Regions from separate parts of the Mus musculus genome. Here all the other regions are linked to region 5. Evidence: chromatin contacts called from public ChIA-PET, Hi-C, HiChIP or PLAC-seq and promoter capture Hi-C data. All regions are on one chromosome and are shown on one strand. Each heading gives the region's core, a stretch centred on a gene start, on an enhancer-like site or on the middle of the called end of the contact. The rest is flanking DNA. Distances are from core to core; before and after follow the strand shown. Region 1 has its middle 48 kb from the start of Gm13070. Region 2 overlaps Rere (arginine glutamic acid dipeptide (RE) repeats). Region 3 holds the start of Slc45a1 (solute carrier family 45, member 1). Region 4 overlaps Rere (arginine glutamic acid dipeptide (RE) repeats). Region 5 holds the start of Eno1 (enolase 1, alpha non-neuron). Region 6 overlaps Rere (arginine glutamic acid dipeptide (RE) repeats). Region 7 overlaps Rere (arginine glutamic acid dipeptide (RE) repeats).

Region 1 (2,700 bases), core at 107-2,606, 380 kb after region 5:
TGCGTGTGGGTGTGTGTCTCTGCATCAGTACGTGTTTCTTTTGCACTTCTGGCTCTCTCTCTCTCTTCTTCCTGTTTGTTTGTTTGAATTCTATTTTCTTTTTACGTGCCTTTTTTTTTTTTCTAATGAGAGAAAGAAAGGGTATGGATTTGGGTGGGTAGAATCTGGAAGAAGTTGGGGAAGAGGAAAGTAAGGTTAGCATATATTGTATAAAAAGATCTAAAAAAAAGTGGGGCTAGGATTCAATTTCAAGTTGGTTCTTAGCTCCCTGCTGGGCCCTAGATTATTGTCTTAATGAGTAGTAACAACTGCCTAGCACAGCTGGTGCTCAACTTTATCAGCGAGCCGCGCTATCATTTGTGGCAAAGATAGTGCGATCCGCATAGGAAACCCAACCCACTGGGAATATCTGCACAATGCATAGTGCAGAATGGCTGCTCTATCGTTACTGGCATTGCCGGGGTCAGAGCCTAGGTCCTAGCAGCCCTGACAATCTAGACTCAGCATCCTGTCCCCAGTGAGTCAGTTACAGAAACAAATAACAGTAAAAAGCAGAAAAGAAGATTCATGCGACATGGCCACGTAAGGAAAAGGGACAAAGAGGTCCTGTACCCTATAAACCCGTCTTCAGGGTTCTAACATGAGGTTTCTGTTTAAAGAGAAGACAGGAGCTATGCATAACTAATCAGTCTCCAGAAAGGTGTGGTCCCACCCGTGATCCGCTCCAGTCTGTTTTGCAGGGCCATCTGCAAGGTGTTAGGACTGTGTAGATCTCTCTAGAAGACAGTCTCCCCCCTTTCCCGGGTCTGGCGCCCAGTATCTCTTTAGAATATCTTCATTCCTGCCAGGTCTGTTACATAGTCAAAATTCTCAAGTCCACAGTGGCCTGTTCTGTGTTACCTGTGACTCTAGAACGCGTGGCTGAGGCTCTCCTTGGCCCACAGAGCTCAGGAGCACGTTAGGAAGATGGCCAGCTTGCTAGCAACAGCGATTTGTGAGTTCATGTAGCAGTCAGAGAGGCTAGGCATGGTGGAGGCACGCCAATGGATATTAACGACAAGATGAACAGAGCACTATGCGGGTATCGCCCGCCGGCGGCTCAAAGCAAGCCAGAGAAACGCTGCAGCATCTCATATCTGCGGCTAAGATTACAGGAGCCAAGTTCCAGCAAACCCTAGACTGCGAACTGAAGCCGAAGTGAGCGCCGACCTGAGGTGGCACATGCGCAGTGTCCCAGGCCATGCTCTTTTTTTTTTTTTTTTTTTTTTTCCTTTCACACCTGCTAGTACAGCTTCTACATCTGGGCTTCTCACGCAGACAGCGTGTGCTGGTGACGTCATGGGGAAGCTCAAAGAGCAGAGTCGTTGCCGTAGAGATGGGAAACGTGGTAGCCCCGCCCCCATGACTGGATTGGCTGACTCTGGCCAATATTCAAAAGCCCACAGGGGCAAGAGTGTTTTGTGGTTCTCCCTGGGAGGATCACGACCCCTTTCATCAGGGTCACATATCAGATATCCTGAATATCAGATATTTACATTACTATTCCTAACAGTAGTAAAATTACAGTTGTGAAACAGTAATGAAAATAATTTATGGTTGGGGCCACCACAACATGAAGAAGTGTATTAAAGGGTCACAGCATTAGGAAGGTTGACAACCACTGTTCTAGAGCGCTTTCTGCTGAACTTCCATAGAGCTTTGTTTCCTATGGAGTGTAAGAATGAGTTCAGCAACTTACAGGCCTAAGGTAAGAATCCCAAAATCTATATGAGGGGTGTGGTGGTACGTGCTTCTAATCCCAGCCCTCAGGAAACAGAGGCAGTCTGATCTCTGTGAGTTCAAGGCCAGTCTGGTCTAGCCAAGAAGCTCTCTCTTTAAAACAGCAAAGTGATGGTGGGCGTTGGAGAGATGGCTCAGTGGTTAAGAGCACTTGCCACACATGCAGAGGACATGGATCAGGGCACTGGCTTAGTTACTATTCTGTCACTGTGAGGAGACACCATGACCAAGGCAACTCTTAACCAAGAACCCATTCAACTGTGGGTTTTAGAGGTTTAGTCCATTGTCATCATGACAGAGAGCTTGGCAGCACACAGACAGACATGGTGCTGGAGAGGTTGGTGAGAGTTCTACATCCTGACATGCAGGAAGCAGAGAGAGACTGGACCTCAAAGCCCACCCTGAGTACACACTTCCTCCAACAGGGTCACACCTCCTGATTCAGCTAATCCTATCAGAGTTCCTTCCACTCCTCGGTGACTTAAGTATGGTGGTTTGAATAAAAATGTCCCCCATAGGAGTGTGGAGGAAGTGTGGCCTTGTTGGAGGAAGTGTGTCACTGGGGGTAGGCTTTAAGGTTTCAGAAATTCAAACCAGGCCCAGTGTCTCTTTTTCTTCCTGTTGCCTGCTGATCTGAATGTAAAACTCTTGGCTCCTTCTCCGGCACCATGTCTGCTTATGTGCCACCATGCTTCCTAAAATAATATAATGGACTTAAGCCTCTGAACCTGTAAGCCAAGCCCTGGTTAAATGCTTTCCTTTTAAGAGTTGCAAAGGTGTCTGTCTCTTCACAGCAATAGAATACTGACTAAGACAATAAGCATTCAAATCTGTGAGTCTATGAGGACCGTTCTTATCTAAGTCTCTATGGTTACTAAGCACTGCGTAGAGGCTCTCAACTATATGTAACTCCAGGGCATC
Region 2 (2,728 bases), core at 127-2,626, 320 kb before region 5:
ACAGTTGGACACACTGAGCTGCAAGCTGAGACTTTTCTGCCCCCTCCTCCCTTCTGATGCAGAACATGGTTCCCTGCACTTGTTTGTTGGAGAAGGTATCTGAGGTTAGGAAGGAGATACTGTCATAAGAGCTGTGGAGTTTCATTTTGGCAGGAAAATCCATCTTGCTAGAGTGACTTTAGTTAGGAGCAGGGGGCACCCATTACTTCTGGCATTTTGCTGGTGAAGGCAAGACAGCTGTTCAAGGCTAGGCTAGCTACACTGAAAGATTATCTCAAAAAAGAAAAGTGGAGGTAATGTGGGGGATGGGAGAAAAGGCAGCATGGGCAGAAGCAGAAAGTGGGGAGCCTGGGCGTGTTCAGAAAGAACAATCAGAAGCCCTGTCTTCTATAATAGGCTCACACAGACACATATTGTGCTCACACAGACACATATTGTGCTCACACAGACACATATTGTGCTCACACAGACACATACTGTGCTCACACAGACACATACTGTGCACACGCTTGAAAGAGACCCACCAGCTGGGCAGTGGTGGTGCACACCTTTAAACCCAGCACTTGGGAGGCAGAGGCAGGCAGATTTCTGAGTTCCAGGCCAGCCTGGTCTACAGAGTGAGTTCCAGGACAGCCAGGGCTACACAGAGAAACCCTGTCTCGAAGGAAAAAAAAAAAAAAAAGGAGAGAGAAAAAAAAGAAAGCAATAAAGGAAGAAGTTCCAATAACAATATGTGGACACAACAAGGACCTAATTTTATTCTTTTCTGTGTGTATGTGTGATAAAAATCCTCCAATTAACTTCCTTCTTTTATCTTTTCGCAACGTCGTTCCTATAAACCGAGAGGGGGAGGGGAAGAGAGATCCATTTCTAAGGCTTGGTTTACGGTGCTTACAGTTTCACCAATAAATCATCTCCCAATCTGGGCTTGGAAAAGCACTGGCCACGGTTTGATTGCTCCAGCCCCAGGTTGCCAGGCAACCAGCACAAGGGGGAAGTCTGAGAAGAGCTGACAGATAGCCAAGTGGCTGAAACAACAGACTTCTCTCTGTCACAAATGTGTTTCAGAGCACTACTTGCCCACCTCCTGCTCTCTGCTAAACACGACATGACTGTAAAATCAAAATCAAAAGGCCCCTGTAATAAAAACATACTTCCTGCCCAATTACCAATTGTTAAAATGCTGTGGGGAGGCCCAGATCACACAGTGTACTGCAACAGAAATGTGATACTGTAAACGAGATGAAGTCGCAGCGTTTGAGAAACCTGAGCTAAATGCGGCCTTGTCATTTCAAGTCAGGGGACCTGGTGCGCAGAGGAAATCAGCAGCCAGAGAAGCACCGGAAGGAGAACAGCGACTGATGGAGGAGGACGTTAAAGGAACAACCCAGACAACTACGTTACAGGGGAAGTCACAACTGCTTGATAAAAACCAAGAAACTCTTCAACTGTTCACTGTGGCTTAGAGACAACAAGAGTGTCCTTCCTCTTCAGGGTTGATCAAGGACCTCCTGGAAGCCACACGTGCTGGTGGTTCCAACTGGACTCCCAAATGCTTAACTGTGACCTGGATTATCAGAATGCATTCTATTCTTAGGATAATGTTGATTTGACCAGTTTGAGACACAAGAGTCTAAGGAAGCATGCGCAGCCCCTAGGGTCTGTGTCCTAAGCCAGCACACACGGCGCCCACAGGTATAATAAGTACCAACTCTGAGGCCATGGCATTGAACCTGACATCTTGAATGTTCCAGAAACAAGGGGCAATTCTTAATCTGTTTTATGCCATAGATACTTTGTCATTCTGGCCAACCTAAGTCTCCTAAAAAACAGTTTGTGTTTGCCTAAATACATGGGACTTCAGAGGGAGCCAGTGATAATGAAATTCCATCACTAAAACATTTTTAAAGTTTATTTTTATGTATATTAAGTGTTTGCCTGCATGTATGTAGTGCACTGCATTTGTGCAGTCCCTGAGAAGGCCAGAAGATGGTGTCATATACCTTAGAACTAGACTTACAGGCTCCTGTCCACAGCAATGTGGGTACTGGGAACTGAAGCCAGGGCCTCTTGAGAGTGGCCAAGTCTTACCAGCAAGACATTTCTCCAGCTCCACCTAAACATTTTTTCCTTTTTTTTCTTTTTTGATTTTTCTAGACAGGGTTTCTCTGTGTAGCCTTGGGTGTCCTGGAACTCACTTTGTAGACCAAGCTGGCCTCAAACTCAGAAATCTGCCTGCCTCTGCCTCCTAAGTACTGGGATTAAAGGCGTGCGCCACCACGCCCGGCACCTGAACATTTTAAAAGGTGTGCTGGAGTGGTGTGTGTGCTACATTAACAATAAAGAGCAAAACTACCTGAGGGTCTGCTATAGGGAAGAGGTGGTGGTGTGCATTTTTTTTCAGTGTGAGCTCACAACATGGGCTTCAGAGTACAAGGGCAGAAGTATTCTATCAAAGCAATGTCAGCCAGTTCATGCTTGGGCGCCCAGGATGACCCTCTCTTTATACTACCAACCCATATCCTACCAGGTCTCCAGGACTCTCCTGGGGACCAGACTGATGATTCAAATAGTTCTTAGGGAATCCATTTCCAAACCCTCAGCTTTCGTAGGATTCATCTGTCAGAGAGGGCCGGTATCTACCTTTCCTTCTCATCTCTATTTATTTGTTTCTGTTGTTGTCTGTTTTTATTATTGAGACAGGGTTTCTCTGTGTAGCCTTGGCTTT
Region 3 (2,700 bases), core at 80-2,579, 410 kb before region 5:
ACCCCCTATCTACCTGCTTTCTTGTTTGCTGGAGTTGCTGGAGATCGTAAATATTGATTATCAACCCCATGGCATCTGGTCTCTCCTAAGAAGCATCACCGTGTTTACCTGGCCGCTTCATTAAGTATGTAAGACCCACACTGAATGTGGGCTGCACCATCCCATGGCTGGGGGCCTGGACTGCATGCAAAGGAGCCTTCATCTCTCTCTCTCTCTGCTTCCAGATCGTGGGTGTGGTGTGGGTAGCGCCTCACCCTCCCGCCCCTACGCTGTTCTCTAGAACGAGAGGCCAGAATAAGCCCTCTCCCTGGAGTTGTTTCTTGTGTTTGTGTTTAGTCACAGCCAACATAGGTGTCCTCTTCCCTTACAAAAATGTTGCTAGGCAAGTAAAGACTGCATGCCTGCACACATGTATGCCCTGTGCAGAAGCTGAACTAAGACTCTCAGTGACATGCAACTACACAGTCAACTTCAGCCACAGTCACTGGTGGGCAGCAGAGTCCCGGGAGAGTCACCATAATCTCTCTACCTTAGCAGTTTCATCTGAAATTGTATGTATTCTGAGGGAGTTGTGTGTTCTGACACACCATTGGCATGCTTTACTGTGAATATGCGCAGTGGTGGGTGTGTGTCACAGATGCTATGGGGAGGATCAGAGGGCACATTACTGGAGTTGAATCTGTCCTTCCACCTTTAGTGGGTTCCAGGGACTGAATTCAGATCTCCAGACTTGCTTGGCAAGGCTTGTTACCACTGAGTCATCTCTCCAGCACCTACGTATTTATTTTATTTATCCTATTTAATGTGTATATTCCTCTCTAGCCTGTCAACCCTGAGGTCGGAAAGGTTTCCCCCTCTCTTCCTTACATCAAGGGGTCTAGAATAAAGCCTGGCATAGCCCGGCCACCTGATGGATCTGTGGCCAGAATAATGAGTGTAATACTTTGGGGGATTGGTTTAGTGCAATGGGCACAATTTTAGGGGGTACGTGTTTATCTATAAACATATGCACGGCTATTTACTTAGAATTGAAGACACAAAAATGTATGTATTTCCTTTAAAATGAGAATGAGGAAGAACAGTCACGGGCCCCGGCAAGTGCTTTTATAATACATTCATGACCATGGAAAAACAAACATAAACTATTATATGTCTGTCTTTCTTTTTTCGCTCAGGTTTTTTTGTTTTGTTCTGTTTTTGGAACTGGTCCCACAAAGTCATACTGCCTCCCACTCCTGCATTCTGCCTATAGACCCCGGTTGTCCCCAAAGGTGCGATGGCACAGCCAACCGGCTGCTTTAAGGATGCTCTGCGGGACCTAGCGGCGGGATGCAGCCGTGACGTCACGGCCCCGCCCCACGGGGTGATGCTGCAGCTGCCGCGGCGGGGCCGGGGGCGCCGGGCTAGGACGGAGCTGTACCCCGAAGAACCAGGAACCCAGCCTGGGAAAGGGATGCCTCCCGTCTGGACGTACAGGTACCGGGCGTTTCCTCCTGCGCCCTCTGCCCAGCTCCGCGGCTTGGCGCCGGGAGCAATGCTGCTTAGGCCCCAGGATGATACTAGTGCCCAGGCTGGGGGCTCTAGGCAGGCATGGAGACCTTTGTTCTTCTTGGATGTTTAGTGAATTAAGCTGAGAATGGAACCTCCGGGGGCGCAGCAACCGCAGGCCTAGAGGGAGAAGCAGTCTGGTAAAATTTGCACCCAGCGTCTGCTCTGTTTATTGAGCCCCAGGCCTGTTCCCGGCCACCTGGGCAGGTGTCATCAGCTTCCGGTTCACCTCCTCCCTGAGGCTGAGTCCTCTGGATGGTCAGGGGCCTTTGTAAAACATCTCCTGGGATGTCTGGGTTATGGGGAACAGCACCCTGTCATTACCTCTGTCCTGAGTCATATCGCTGAGGGTGTCATGCTAAAGCTGACACTAGAGGCGGGCAAACCTCCCCTTCATTCTCTTCTGGATAATAACCTCTCACGACCCCTGGAGTCGTTAGAACGTTTGTTTTCCTGTTCTTAGGGGGAGGAGAGTCAGGTGCTGATGAAACAAAGTCAGAGTGCTTCTAGTCGGGACTTTGGAGGCAAGTTAGCCCTGAGTAAGGAGTCAAAGTCCCGGAGATGTAGCAGAACTGGGCCCCGATTCAGTGCTCCATCCCCTTAAGAGGTTTGAACTAACAGCTCTGAGAATCTGTAGGAGGTGAAAGAGAACTGACCCTAAGGCAACCCCATGGGTGGAAAGCCCCCTCCCCCCGTTTTTTGTTTGTTTGTTTGTTTCATTTCGTTTTGTTTTGTTTAACAGAAAAGAGAAAAGAAAATGGGTTGATTCCAAGTGAGATACATTTTTTTAAGTATTCAGGTTATTGCATGTTTCTTTTTTGTTAATCAAGTGCTGTTGAAACAGCCCATAACAGGTTAGGGATGGCTCAGTGGATAAAGAAATTGCTGCCCAAGCAAGGGGACCTGAATTTGAATCCCCATGTCCCATTTAAAGCCACCAGTAGTGGTATCGTGTACCTGCAATCCTGGCAGCCCTAGGGCTGGATAGGAAGCAGAGATGGAAATCTCTTGAAGCTCCTGGGTGGGCTAGCCTGGTGTATCCTGCTGCAAGTCAGAGGTTGTGTCTCTAACTGCCCACAGAAAAGTAACTTTAAAAAAATCTGTCACAGTATAAAATTTTGTAAAGCATTTAACATTTTTTTTCTTGATTTT
Region 4 (2,700 bases), core at 38-2,537, 300 kb before region 5:
GCTACATTGTACTTACATATAAATAAATAAATCTTTAAAAAAAAAAAAAAGTAGGACTACAGTCAACTCGGTCTGGAGATGGATAGGGCTGGAGAGAGCCTGCGGGATGGACACTTGCTGCTCCCATAGAAGACGAGTCATCACCTCCCAACATCCACACTGACTCCAGCTCCAGGGCAGTCTGAAGCCACTCTGAGGTCCTCGCTTGTGTTTAAGTTTTATTCAAAACAACAACAAATCTAAATATAAAAACAATGAAAAAGAGCACATGTCTGCAATCCCGGCACCTGGAAGGTAGAGGCAGGAGGATAAGGAGTTCAGGGTCAACCTCAGCTCCACGTGAGACTTGAGAGCCTGGGACATAAGACCTGTCTCAAGGGGACAAACAAAAGAGAAAGAAAAAAGAGGAGCAAAGAAGGTATAGGTCAGAAAGGGACAATGGTTCCAGAGCAGGCAGAGGACTGAGCTCAGCTTTAAGGTACAGTGAGGGTCTACACTAGTGGTCCTCACCCTTCCTAACGCTGCGACCCTTTAATATACTTTCTCAGGTTGTGGTGACTCCCAACCATAAAATTATTTCATTGCTACTTCATAACTGTAATTTTGCCAGTTATGAATCATAGTGTAAATATCTGATATATAGGATATCTGATATGCAACCTCCAGATCACACAGGTTGAGAACCAATGGGACAGAAGCTGGATTCTTCATGGAACAGTTGCTTGGCAAAGTAAGGAAATGCAGGTCACCTTTCTAGCCCAGAAGAGGAACTCTGATCTCAGCATTTAAAACCCATTTTGTGGAAGTCACTTAGGTACATCAGATAGATACTGAGTTTATGATCAAATTAACACGCTGAAGACAGCAAAGTAAAATGACCAGAATGTTCCAAGTATATGGAACACCAAGAAGGGAAATCAAAGGGAGTTAGGCATATGCAGCTATTTCAGCTTAGCGACGTTTGTGTAGCTTATTCCTGTTACTTCCAGGGAGAAATCACCAGAGAAAATGTGGTGAACTCAACAGAAGGGGCCCCGTTAACACAGCGGATGCTCTCATAGCCAAGTGCAGGCTAAGGGAAAGCGGGGCTGCCCTGTTGCCACTGCTAGCTATTCAGACTCGATACAGGTGAATCGGAAGCTCCCTCCAGCCTATCAATCAGCCATCATGTCCTCTCACTCACCTTCCAGGTTTGAGGTTTCAGAAAGCAAAGCTTAGCTTTCACAAACAAGGGAACCATTAGATCCCTTAAGCTCTGCAAGGCTGGGTGGCTGCCAAACTATTTCTCAAACAAGAAGCAAACATGGTAAAAATGAGCCCAAATCAATGTGTGCTTCCACGGTTAAGAATCATTATTCTACACTTGGAATGTTTGCCACTTTGGATCCCTGTTTTGTTTTTCAAAATGAAGCTGGATTCTTTCAGATGCCCAAGGCTCCTCATCCCCCACCCTCCTGCAGCAGCAGGGCTGGCATGAGAAGAGCTACAGAAAAGGAACTCATCTTTCTTTTAGAAAAGCAGGAGAGGACTCTGCTGTGTACTCTAAACATTCCAGAGGGAATGAGAGGTTATGCCAGAAAGGACAGTGGAGTCAGGGCTGGAGCAGTGGGAGGTGGAGCAAGAAGGGGGGATGGGGGTGGGTGGGTGGGGGAAGCAGCAACCAGAGGAGGCAGGAGAAGGTGAGGGAACCATGGCCTACAGATGAGGAGAGACACTCAGGAGAGATGCAGTTCAGGCTGCAGGAATGGATACATGCAGTCATTACTATACTTGCACAGGCATGATGCCCTGTGACAGGCCAAGGGAGAGGGACATTTCAGACAGTCTAGTTACACAGCCGCTCCGTCCTTTTTGCTCCTTAAAGATTTTATTTTATATATATATATATGTGTGTGTGTGTGTATGTGTGTGTGTGTGTGTGTGTGTGTGTGTACTTATTTTATGTATATGAGTACACTGTAGCTGTTTTCAGACACAACAGAAGAGGACATCGGATCCCATTACAGATGGTTGTGAGCCACCATGTGGTTGCTGGGATTTGAACTCAGGACCTCTGGAAGAGCAGTCAGTGCTCTTAACCACTGAGCCATCTCTCCAGCCCAAAGGCTTTTGCAGAACTGAAAATCGTACCAACTGGAATTCTAGCTCCTTCCTATAAAAACAGGCTTATGGTGAAAGTGTGTCAGCATGGCCTCTCAAAACAGCTCAGGTTTTGGGGTTTTTGCTTTAGCCATCCATCACCTGAACATGTAATTCCCGTGGCTCTGCCTTCCTTACACAAGAACCTGACCCTAATGCCCACTAACCAGAAAAATGTATTTGTGGAGCAAATGACAACATTTCAACCACAGTTCCCCACTTGGAGACAATTGTCCTACCCCTGGGGGCCACCTCCTCCCCCTCCTCCCTTCTGCTCTCTCTTCACTATGCCTCAGCCACTACCCTCTCTATTTAATTCTTGCACATAGCATTCACAGTTTCCACCTAAGTGCCTAGACTTCTTTTCTCCCCTTCTTACTCCCCAAGGTCTTCCTGTCCTTGATTCTTTAAGGCAGAGCCCATCTGCCCAGCTGCTCCTACCTTATACCACCCTTGTCTTCTGGGCACTTCCCACCACTAGCACATACTGAGCTAAGAGGGTTTCCCTCTTAGGACTCTAAGAAATATCATGCTCTTAACAGTGCTCCTAGCATAGGACCT
Region 5 (2,700 bases), core at 96-2,595:
TTTTTCCACAGAAGTTACTTCTGTGGTTTTGTCTTCTCTAAGACAAAGGATCTTTGTACACTCACCAAGAATAAAGTATCTACTTTTTACCTACCATGTTACAAAACCTTACTATTCCTCAACCATACTCTTTTGTCTTCTCTCTTACTCGCCCGATTCTATGAATGCCAGACTGACCAGAACTCAGTGATCCTCCAGCCTCAGCATCCCTAGCGCTACACTTTCATGTGTGCATCTCCATGGCTGGTTCCTTTATGGGGGCGGAGGAGCACCCACGTGCCACACTTTGCTCTGCAAAGACCTTACAACTTGTAGGAGTTGATCCCTCCCTCCACCCTTTTTATCTAGCTTGGATCTTTAGGCTAGGCAGCAAACGTATTTAACCAAAGGAAGAAAATCTCACCCACTCTGTCTTTATCTGGATTGAACGCCAGACCAAGGGCAGAAAAGTGGACCTATCGGTCAGGCTAATCAGCAGACTAGCTGTGGTCTATCCCGAAAGCGAGTCAGCCAAGGAACCACACTGCCTAGGCCAGAACGAACAGGAAGTTTTCTTAAATGCATCTTAAGTCAGTTCACGGCCGGCTAGTAGCCACCCAGGAAACCTGTAGCTCTTGCCTAATTGCGTCGAGGTCTCCTGAGGGCTTCCCAATTATCCAACGGGACTGCTGCAATTTCCTCTACTCTTAGTACCTAACCGACACTCACAGGTCAGGAATATTCCACAGCAGAGATGGGCTGGACCACTCCCGCCCAGTGACGCTCGATTGCGGTCCAGGAGCTACAGCCCCAGCAGGATCTACTAGGGTGTGGCGCTCTGCCTCTTGGGCATCCTTATTTCTGGCCCTTCCATTCTGAGAAAGGATTTAATGAGCATCGGGGGTTTAAGTTGCTCTCCCTCCCTCTGAAACCTTCCACTTAACTACACAGAAAGTACTTTTCTATTCTCCACGGCCGCGATCATCCGTGGTCTGCATTTGCTGTTGTCTGCTTGGGAACCCGGTTACATTGCAACCCTGAAACTCGGTGATCACTGGTGGGGCTCACACCTCCACCCTCCAAGAGCCTGCGTCCTTCCACGAGGCTGACCCGAGTGCTCCCCGGATAGCGGCTCCCGCCCAGGCTAGTGGGTGCACGTGCCCACCGGGTCCCCAAGCGAAGCTAGTAGGAGAGCTGACCCCGGTGGAGACAAGGACCATACCTGGCAGTAGGATCGCTGCAAAGCAAGGAAAGAGGGTGCCGTGGACACCGAGGAGAGCCTTAAGGACAGACGCGAGCGCGACCCTGTACCGGAGCAGCACTAAGCGCCTCCCACTCTGTCTTCCTTTCCTGCTCGTTAAGCCCCGCCCAGTTCTCCCCTTTCGGGCCCGCCCTCCCTCCGCGCCGCCTCCCCATTGGCTCAGCGTGCCATCACTCCAATAGAAGAGCGTGACCGAGGCGGCCGCTCGGCCTGCCCAGACTAGGGGCGAGGGCACGGGGGCGGGGGTTGTCCTGCCTTTCTGGGCCTAGCCTGCTTGGGGCATAGCTGGAATGCCTGGCGAGCCTCCGGCTGGGAACCTGGGGCCCGGCCGAGGGTCTACGGAGCCCGGATGCGGGGCGGGGCGGGGCTGGGCTGCGCGGCGGGCATGAGGGCTTGAGCCCGCCGCACGTACTCCGAGTCTCACACGCACTCGGCGTGGCTGCGGCGCCACACGTCCGGCCCACGACCTTGCTGATGACCTTCGCGGCTCGGCCCTCCAGCCGGCCAACCCCCCACCGGGAGGTTCTGGAGCCCCCGGCGGTGTGGAAACGTTGATGCGCGGCCAGAGGGCCTCACTCCCGCGTGGAATTGGGTGGGGGTGGGGGGGATGAGGGGGAAATGCATGGATACTGCGCCTGCGCACTGAGCGCCCTCGCCGCTGGTCCTGGCTCTCTGGTGCCATCTGCCAAGGTGACCCCGTCCTTTTGTCCTTGCTGTAGTGAGTCTCAGGCCGAGGTAGCCAAGGGAAAGTGACCTTTCCCTTAATATTACCTAATCATTTGTTACTGTGTGGAGGGTACCGAATCCTACTGTCCAGCTCACGCTAATAAGGCAGTACCTTTGTGCTACACCCACCCAGCCACTCCACCCTACTTTAGAACTTTCCTTACTTCTCTGGTGTACTAGCTCAGTGTGGATTTATTCTTCATCCATGTTAATGTTCCTTTGTTTAAAGATCTAATACTTCTTTCCCCTGCTTGTGGCCTCGATGTTCTTGACCTACCAGTTCTTGAGACTCATACTCAAGTCGTCCCGACGCATTTCTCAAAAGTCTAGACTAGTAATATTCCACAATGATGTGACAAACGTCCGGAAGCGCAGGGTGGAGCCATTTCACCCTTCTGATGAAGAAAATAAAGCTGGTGTTTAACCACAGCTGTGGGTAGGCAGAGGCAGGCGGATTTCTGAGTTCAAGGCCTGCCTGGTCTACATAGTGAATTCTAATTCAGATGGGGCATAGTGATGAGACCTTGTCAAAAAAAAAAAAAAAAGAAAGAGAAAGAAAGAAAGAAAGAAAGAAAGAAAGAAAGAAAAGAAAAGAAAAGAGAAAAAGAAAGAAATGAAGAAAAGAGAAAAAATAAAAGTGATGATAGCTAGCCAGTCAGTGCTAATGTGAGCCTTTAATCTACAGAGCTAGTTCCTGAACAGATAAGTTACAAGGAGAAACCCTGTCCAAAAAA
Region 6 (2,700 bases), core at 26-2,525, 340 kb before region 5:
TTGAAACAAAACAAAACAAAACAAACAAGAATACTTGCTGCTTGCTGTTTTTGTAGAGAACACAGTTTGATTACCAGCACCTACATGGTGGTTCGTAACTGTCTGTAATTCTAGTTCCAGGGGATCAAATGCCCCCTTCTGACCTCTGCAGGCATCCATGTGGTGCACAGACATACATACATGCAAAACACTCATACACATAAAATAATCTTTAAAAATATTTATTCTGAGGCTAGAGAGATGGCTCAGCAATTAAGAGCATTGACTGCTTTTCCAGAGGGCCCAGGATTAATTTCCAGCACCCACATTGTAGCTCATGACCATCTGCAACTGTAACTTTGTTCTAGAGGATCCACAGATACCCTCTTCTGACCTCCTCAGGCAAAACATCATATACATACAATAAAAGTAAAAAAAAAAAAAAAAAAAAAAAGCCGGGCGTGGTGGCGCACGCCTTTAATCCCAGCACTCGGGAGGCAGAAGCAGGTGGATCTCTTGAGTTCGAGGCCAGCCTGGTCTACAGAGTGAGTTCTAGGACAGCCAGGGCTACACAGAGAAACCCTGTCTCGAAAAACCAAAAAAAAAAAAAAAAAAAGTTAAAAAAAAAATCTCAATTTTATTTGTTTTATATATACGCCTGTATGCCGTGTGTGTGTGTGTGTGTGTGTGTGTGTGTGTGTGTGTGCTGAGAGGTCTAAAGAGAGTGCTAGATCTCCTGAGCTACAGTAACAAGAGATTTAGATGCCGGATGTAGGCGCTGTCAAGTGAGTCCTGTTCTTCTGTTAGGACAGGAAGTGCTCTTAAGCTATGAGCCATCTCTCCAGGGTCTCCCAGGCCCCAGCACCCCACTTTTTTTTAGGCTGAGAACATCTGTCTCATGCAAAGAAGCACCATTTCAGAAACAATAACTTCCCAGTAACCTGTCAAAATGTGATTTGAACTTCCCACAGCATCAAACTAAGCCAGAAAAAACCTTCAGAGAGATCAGGTGCTATAGATACCGGCCAGACCATCGATACAACACAGGTCTGCTGACCCCCCCAGAACCCAGTCATGCCCTTCTGATGTTTCAAATCTTCTGGGACTAGCAAAGAAAGAAGCCCGTAATACAATAGAAGAAAATGTGGCAAAGCATCTAGATTGTAAGAATTTTCTATAGAAAGTTTCATAACCATAAGGTTTTTATCAAGGAAGTTCTGGAACACTGGTACCTGCAAAGTCCCTCATCTTCTGCAACAGAATGAAGTGACCTTTGCCTCCTCCCTTAGTGGTCTGTAATGATTAGCCAGGCTCGGTAGATAGCTAAGGAAAATATAAGACAAGTGCCTCTCCCAGCTGACTAGAACAATTAAGAGATTCACCCAACTACCAAACTCCTCCCAAGCAAGGAGAAGGGAGTGGGACCTAATGACACTCAGCAGAAGTGGGAGAGGCCCTCCAGGGCTGCAGACCTCTCTGCTTCCTGTACTCTAGGGACTGTGCCCACACGAAACGGCTGGGAACTGGGAGGGAACGGTGTTAGAGAAGGCACAGGCATGGCAGGTGAGGGGAAGCATCCCTGGAATGACAGGGCTGCTCCGCAGCAGGAAAGGGCACAAGTTAACTGAATCAGACCCTGACGTGGGCAGCCAGGGTCAGGTGGGATTAGGACAGACTTTCTAGTTAGGAAACCAGGTAAGGAACACTGTGCTAGGTTAAAGGTCAGCCAGGCCTGCTTTCTGCTACTCTGCTGAATAAAACTGTCTTGCGTTTCCAAGGTTGTTAAGCAAGCACAAGACCCTGGATGGATTCCCAGCATCCCCAGCCCCCACCTCCATCTAAGATTTTGGTTTAATCCTCAATTGTACTACTTTTCTTTTTTCTTCCTTGCTTCCTCCCTTCCGGTCCTACAAAGCATCAAGATAAAAAGATTGTCCAGATTTCTTTTGTCAGATCTTTACGATTTACAACTTTCAGCAGATAAAAGAGACAGATAAGAGTCTAGAGCAGGAGGGTTGAGATAATTGCTAAGGGCTCAATCCCAGCACCAGTAACAAAAAAAAAAAAAAAAAAAAAAAAAAAAACAAAAAAAACAAAAAGAAAAAAAAACAAAACAAACAAACAAACAAACAAAAAGACCAACTGAGCTGATAGGCTAAAAATGAGCTATCAACTTGACACATCTCACTGACTTTTCTACTCAGCCCAAAGAAGGCTGCTACTTTTGAGTCAAGACACTCTTTTTTTATTTTGTTTTTTGTTTGTTTGTTTGTTTGTTTGTTTAGAGACAGGGTTTCTCTGTGTAGCCCTGGCTGTCCTGGAACTCACTCTGTAGACCAGGCTGGCCTCAAACTCAGAAATCCGCCTGCCTCTGCCTCCCAAGTGCTGGGATTAAAGGTGTGCGACACCACTGCCTAGCATTAAAGTATGTAACAAACTTAGAAAATATGAGATTCTCAGAACACTTAAGAGTTTTTACATCGCTGCTGCTGCTCTGCTCTCCATTACAAAGTCTCTTCAAAACCTGTTCTGGAAAGAGTAAGAAACAGGTTGTTTCCACAATATATCTTAATATCTATAGTTTGAGTCCTCTCAGTGGCCCATCTCCACACATTTAGATGCACAATGATGATTTAATCTTAACTTAGTTATCATTAACTGGAGAAATCTGTTTACTGGGATATACTTGGAATCTCAGAACCTTTCTCCCCAGTTATCAGG
Region 7 (2,700 bases), core at 105-2,604, 360 kb before region 5:
CTGGAGCTGTACAACTGAAACACAGGTCTCCAAAGCCTCAGACAGTTCTGCTGTGAGCAGGACGCAATGAGGCCCATTCTGCATACACAGGAAGAACGTCAGCACATCATACAACTAATGCTAACACTATAGGCCAGAATCTCAGCCAGTATGGACAAACAAGACTCAACACAGCTCAGACCAGCACCTTCTGCTGCAAATGATAGTTTTTCATTTACACTCATTAACCTATTAAAAAACTACCTTGAGCCAGAATTTCCTTCCATGATCTGGTAACAGAACACTAGGCTTCCCTGGCTGTGCCTTTTCTTGCTCTTCTAAACTCTCTCTGAGGCCCTTGCTTGCACAGTCAGCGGAGGTCAACATTGATGCCTTTCTTTATTGGTGTGGTTGACAGCCAGTACTATACACAGAAACATTGTCTCAAAAGTTAAAACAAATCAAAAACCCCAAACAAACAAAAGGACCAGAAATTCAGAACTAAGTTCACCTGGGAAGTATGAACTTTAAATATACTTTCTTCCTCTGTTCTTACTCACCTCAAACCACAGGCACCGCATACAGCCATAGAGTAAGGCCATTATTCGAGGCCACCCTGATCTATATAGCTAGTTCTAGGACAGCTGGGGCTACACAGTGAGACTTGTTTTTAAAAAAAAGCTCAGGGCTAGTGATGGTGCCTGGGAAGGACACAGTCTAAACGCCCAGCTCCCAGCTCAGCATCTCACTAGGAACTAGCAGGCCCATGCACACCAGCAGCCTCTCTGCTGCCCCGCCCACCCTGCTTCCATTCTGATTTCATCAGCAGAAGAACTGAGGGTCAATTCTTGATGGATATAGTGCAGTGGCACAGACTTCACCAAGTAAGTACTGGGCTTGACTCTAGCCAACACACACACACACACACACACACACACACACACACACACACACACACAAAATAAGAAAAAGGAAGGATATGTACATTAACAGAGTTTTAGTAGGATTAAGAACAAAAACAAGAAACACAGCTACCAGTCTACAGCTGGCTACTAGGGGTTTCTGGGGCAAGTTCGGTGAAGAACTATCACTGATGTTGACTGGACACTGATGTTGGGGGACTTGCAACATCCTGTAACTACTTTTCTTTTCTTTTCTTTCCTTTTATTTTTATTTTTTACTTTTTTTTTTTTTTTTGGAGACAGGGTTTCTCTGTATAGCCCTGGCTGTCTTGGAACTCACTTTATAGACCAGGCTGGCCTAGAACTCAGAAATCCGCCTGCCTCTGCCTCCCAAGTGTCAGGATTAAAGGGGTGAGCCACCACCAAAGTTACACATACACACACGCACACACACTTCTATTGGCAAACTATGAGTATTTCTTGTGGTCATGTGGGATACTCTAGAGCTGCTGCTCTCAACCTGTGGGTTGTGACCCCTCTGGAGGTCGAATGACTCTTTCTCAACCACAGATATTTACATTATGACATATAGCAGTAGCAAAATTATAATTCCAAAACAGAAACAAAAATAATTTTATGGTGGGGGAGGGGTCATCACAAAATGAGGAACTGTATCAAAGGGCAGTAGGAAGGCTGAGAGCCACTGCTCTCGGGCATTATAACCCAGCCTATTACAGTTTCCATACTGTGTCCCTTACATTTTCTGTTTGAAATTCCCAGTGTCCTGTCATGTCAGGCACATGCTTCAAATCCCAGTCCCTGGTGGGTGCAGATAATAAAATCTGGAGTTCAAGGCTACATGGAGTATGTGAGTGGAACCTGAGCAGGGTTCCTAATCTGCCCAGTAGGGCCTGGCTTCACACACTGTCACTTACACTGTCTCTGTCACAGACCTGACATCTGTAACTAGAGAACACGGGCTTTATTCAAAAAACAAAAAACAAAACAAAAAAACAAACCAGTAACAAACAAACAAAAAACAAAACAAAACAAAAAAAACCTACCAAAACCCCATAAAACCAAAGACAAACTACCATTTCCTCCCCTGCACTTCCTGGTTTTTTGAAGCACTGAGCATAGCCACACCTACTACCACTGCATTACAATTATGTAATGCTGTAGCTATTTAGTAAATAGTTACAAAATGAATGGGTAGTAAGAAGAATATGCTAACTCATCTCTTAAATAAACAACCTAAAACCACACGTTGTCTTACAGAATGTCATATTTTTTTAAAGTTAAAAAAAAAAGGCATAATACCCATATACAATTTTGTAAGATATAAAACCCAACAAAATGTAATAGAAAAGTCAAGAGTTATTCCTGGTTTCCTTGACCACAGTTAGAATGGTTTGGTGCAGGGGACAGAGGTCAGGGCTAGGAGGCTGGCTTTAGGGCAGCCTGAGTTCCAACACAGGGCCGGACTCCCTTCCATTTCACACATTTGCTCTTTGTGCTGCAGCTGAGTTTAGGGCCTTCACATGCTAAGCATGTGCTCTACCACTAAGCTGTACCTTTAGACCATCTCCTTTCTAAAGAGAGTGGTTCTTCAGAGTTCCCTAACTTCAGACCCTGCAACTTCCGGTCTCCCCAGAGGCTGGAATAATAATTCTTTTAAATTATCTTTTTAAGGATCAAAGAGATGGCTCAGTATTTAAGAGCACAGGCTTTTCTTCCAGAAAACCTAAGTTCAGGTCCCAGCATCCACACACACCACTTAGCATCTCACAATTTTCTATCTAGGAGATCTGATACTGTC

The links. Promoter capture Hi-C pulls out the DNA fragments that hold promoters and counts their contacts. Hi-C and Micro-C count contacts between places; a contact is called where the count stands out from the background. ChIA-PET counts read pairs in DNA pulled down with a chosen protein or histone mark. HiChIP or PLAC-seq counts read pairs in DNA pulled down with a chosen protein or histone mark.
Region 1: a contact with region 5 is called in a Hi-C map of CD8 T cells, with 3 times the contacts expected there. The contact joins the enhancer-like site here to the promoter of Eno1 in region 5. A contact is called at or near these places in 1 of 484 Hi-C or Micro-C datasets (CD8 T cells), 3 of 115 datasets of contacts at active chromatin or transcription factors (bone marrow-derived macrophages, double positive thymocytes and memory CD8 T cells) and 1 of 9 other capture datasets (adipose tissue).
Region 2: a contact with region 5 is called in an RNA polymerase II ChIA-PET map of memory CD8 T cells, with 311 read pairs. The contact joins the enhancer-like site here to the promoter of Eno1 in region 5. A contact is called at or near these places in 4 of 39 promoter capture datasets (the C10 cell line, the HPC-7 cell line and second pharyngeal arch cranial neural crest), 5 of 484 Hi-C or Micro-C datasets (CD4 T cells, bone marrow-derived macrophages, embryonic stem cells and 2 more), 18 of 115 datasets of contacts at active chromatin or transcription factors (the SCID.adh cell line, T-cell acute lymphoblastic leukemia, bone marrow-derived macrophages and 14 more) and 3 of 9 other capture datasets (adipose tissue, liver and pancreatic islet).
Region 3: an H3K4me3 HiChIP or PLAC-seq map of embryonic stem cells shows a contact between it and region 5, with 7 times the contacts expected there. The contact joins the promoter of Slc45a1 here to the promoter of Eno1 in region 5. A contact is called at or near these places in 1 of 39 promoter capture datasets (hippocampal neurons), 10 of 115 datasets of contacts at active chromatin or transcription factors (bone marrow-derived macrophages, embryonic basal ganglia, embryonic forebrain and 4 more) and 2 of 9 other capture datasets (macrophages and pancreatic islet).
Region 4: a promoter capture Hi-C map of liver shows a contact between it and region 5, with 4 times the contacts expected there. The contact joins the enhancer-like site here to the promoter of Eno1 in region 5. A contact is called at or near these places in 4 of 39 promoter capture datasets (the C10 cell line, hematopoietic stem and progenitor cells, hippocampal neurons and 1 more), 2 of 484 Hi-C or Micro-C datasets (bone marrow-derived macrophages and nephron progenitors), 9 of 115 datasets of contacts at active chromatin or transcription factors (the NIH/3T3 cell line, bone marrow-derived macrophages, differentiating embryonic stem cells and 4 more) and 2 of 9 other capture datasets (adipose tissue and liver).
Region 6: a contact with region 5 is called in an H3K27ac HiChIP or PLAC-seq map of extraembryonic endoderm stem cells. The contact joins the enhancer-like site here to the promoter of Eno1 in region 5. A contact is called at or near these places in 11 of 39 promoter capture datasets (the 3T3-L1 cell line, the C10 cell line, the HPC-7 cell line and 5 more), 5 of 484 Hi-C or Micro-C datasets (CD4 T cells, bone marrow-derived macrophages, embryonic stem cells and 2 more), 22 of 115 datasets of contacts at active chromatin or transcription factors (the 230-238 cell line, the SCID.adh cell line, T-cell acute lymphoblastic leukemia and 16 more) and 3 of 9 other capture datasets (adipose tissue, liver and pancreatic islet).
Region 7: an H3K4me3 HiChIP or PLAC-seq map of bone marrow-derived macrophages shows a contact between it and region 5, with 4 times the contacts expected there. The contact joins the enhancer-like site here to the promoter of Eno1 in region 5. A contact is called at or near these places in 9 of 39 promoter capture datasets (the 3T3-L1 cell line, the C10 cell line, hippocampal neurons and 3 more), 21 of 115 datasets of contacts at active chromatin or transcription factors (the 230-238 cell line, the SCID.adh cell line, T-cell acute lymphoblastic leukemia and 16 more) and 3 of 9 other capture datasets (adipose tissue, liver and pancreatic islet).

The regions. Positions count from the first base shown.
Region 1 is chr4:149,853,042-149,855,741 of GRCm38.p6, reverse strand. No RefSeq gene overlaps it. Among named protein-coding and RNA genes, the nearest start is that of Gm13070, 48 kb to the left of the region's middle. Within about 2 kb of position 1,356, at least 147 of the 459 cell types and tissues checked have an H3K27ac peak or open chromatin away from gene starts, as enhancers often do. A contact at or near this core is called in CD8 T cells, where this site is marked.
Region 2 is chr4:150,555,244-150,557,971 of GRCm38.p6, reverse strand. The region is part of intron 11 of Rere (arginine glutamic acid dipeptide (RE) repeats); the gene reads right to left. Among named protein-coding and RNA genes, the nearest start is that of Gm52709, 89 kb to the right of the region's middle. Within about 2 kb of position 1,376, at least 225 of the 459 cell types and tissues checked have an H3K27ac peak or open chromatin away from gene starts, as enhancers often do. A contact at or near this core is called in the HPC-7 cell line, the SCID.adh cell line, adipose tissue and 11 more, where this site is marked.
Region 3 is chr4:150,650,803-150,653,502 of GRCm38.p6, reverse strand. Slc45a1 (solute carrier family 45, member 1) reads left to right here and starts at 1,329. Exons shown (of 9, transcript NM_173774.3): 1 at 1,329-1,476.
Region 4 is chr4:150,535,903-150,538,602 of GRCm38.p6, reverse strand. The region is part of intron 11 of Rere (arginine glutamic acid dipeptide (RE) repeats); the gene reads right to left. Among named protein-coding and RNA genes, the nearest start is that of Gm52709, 70 kb to the right of the region's middle. Within about 2 kb of position 1,287, at least 12 of the 459 cell types and tissues checked have an H3K27ac peak or open chromatin away from gene starts, as enhancers often do. A contact at or near this core is called in hepatocytes and liver, where this site is marked.
Region 5 is chr4:150,235,842-150,238,541 of GRCm38.p6, reverse strand. It overlaps Eno1 (enolase 1, alpha non-neuron), which reads right to left and starts at 1,345. Exons shown (of 12, transcript NM_023119.2): 1 at 1,202-1,345.
Region 6 is chr4:150,571,221-150,573,920 of GRCm38.p6, reverse strand. All of the region lies in intron 12 of Rere (arginine glutamic acid dipeptide (RE) repeats), which reads right to left. Among named protein-coding and RNA genes, the nearest start is that of Slc45a1, 80 kb to the left of the region's middle. Within about 2 kb of position 1,275, at least 31 of the 459 cell types and tissues checked have an H3K27ac peak or open chromatin away from gene starts, as enhancers often do. A contact at or near this core is called in extraembryonic endoderm stem cells, hepatocytes and liver, where this site is marked.
Region 7 is chr4:150,593,340-150,596,039 of GRCm38.p6, reverse strand. All of the region lies in intron 12 of Rere (arginine glutamic acid dipeptide (RE) repeats), which reads right to left. Among named protein-coding and RNA genes, the nearest start is that of Slc45a1, 57 kb to the left of the region's middle. Within about 2 kb of position 1,354, at least 75 of the 459 cell types and tissues checked have an H3K27ac peak or open chromatin away from gene starts, as enhancers often do. A contact at or near this core is called in the SCID.adh cell line, adipose tissue, bone marrow-derived macrophages and 3 more, where this site is marked.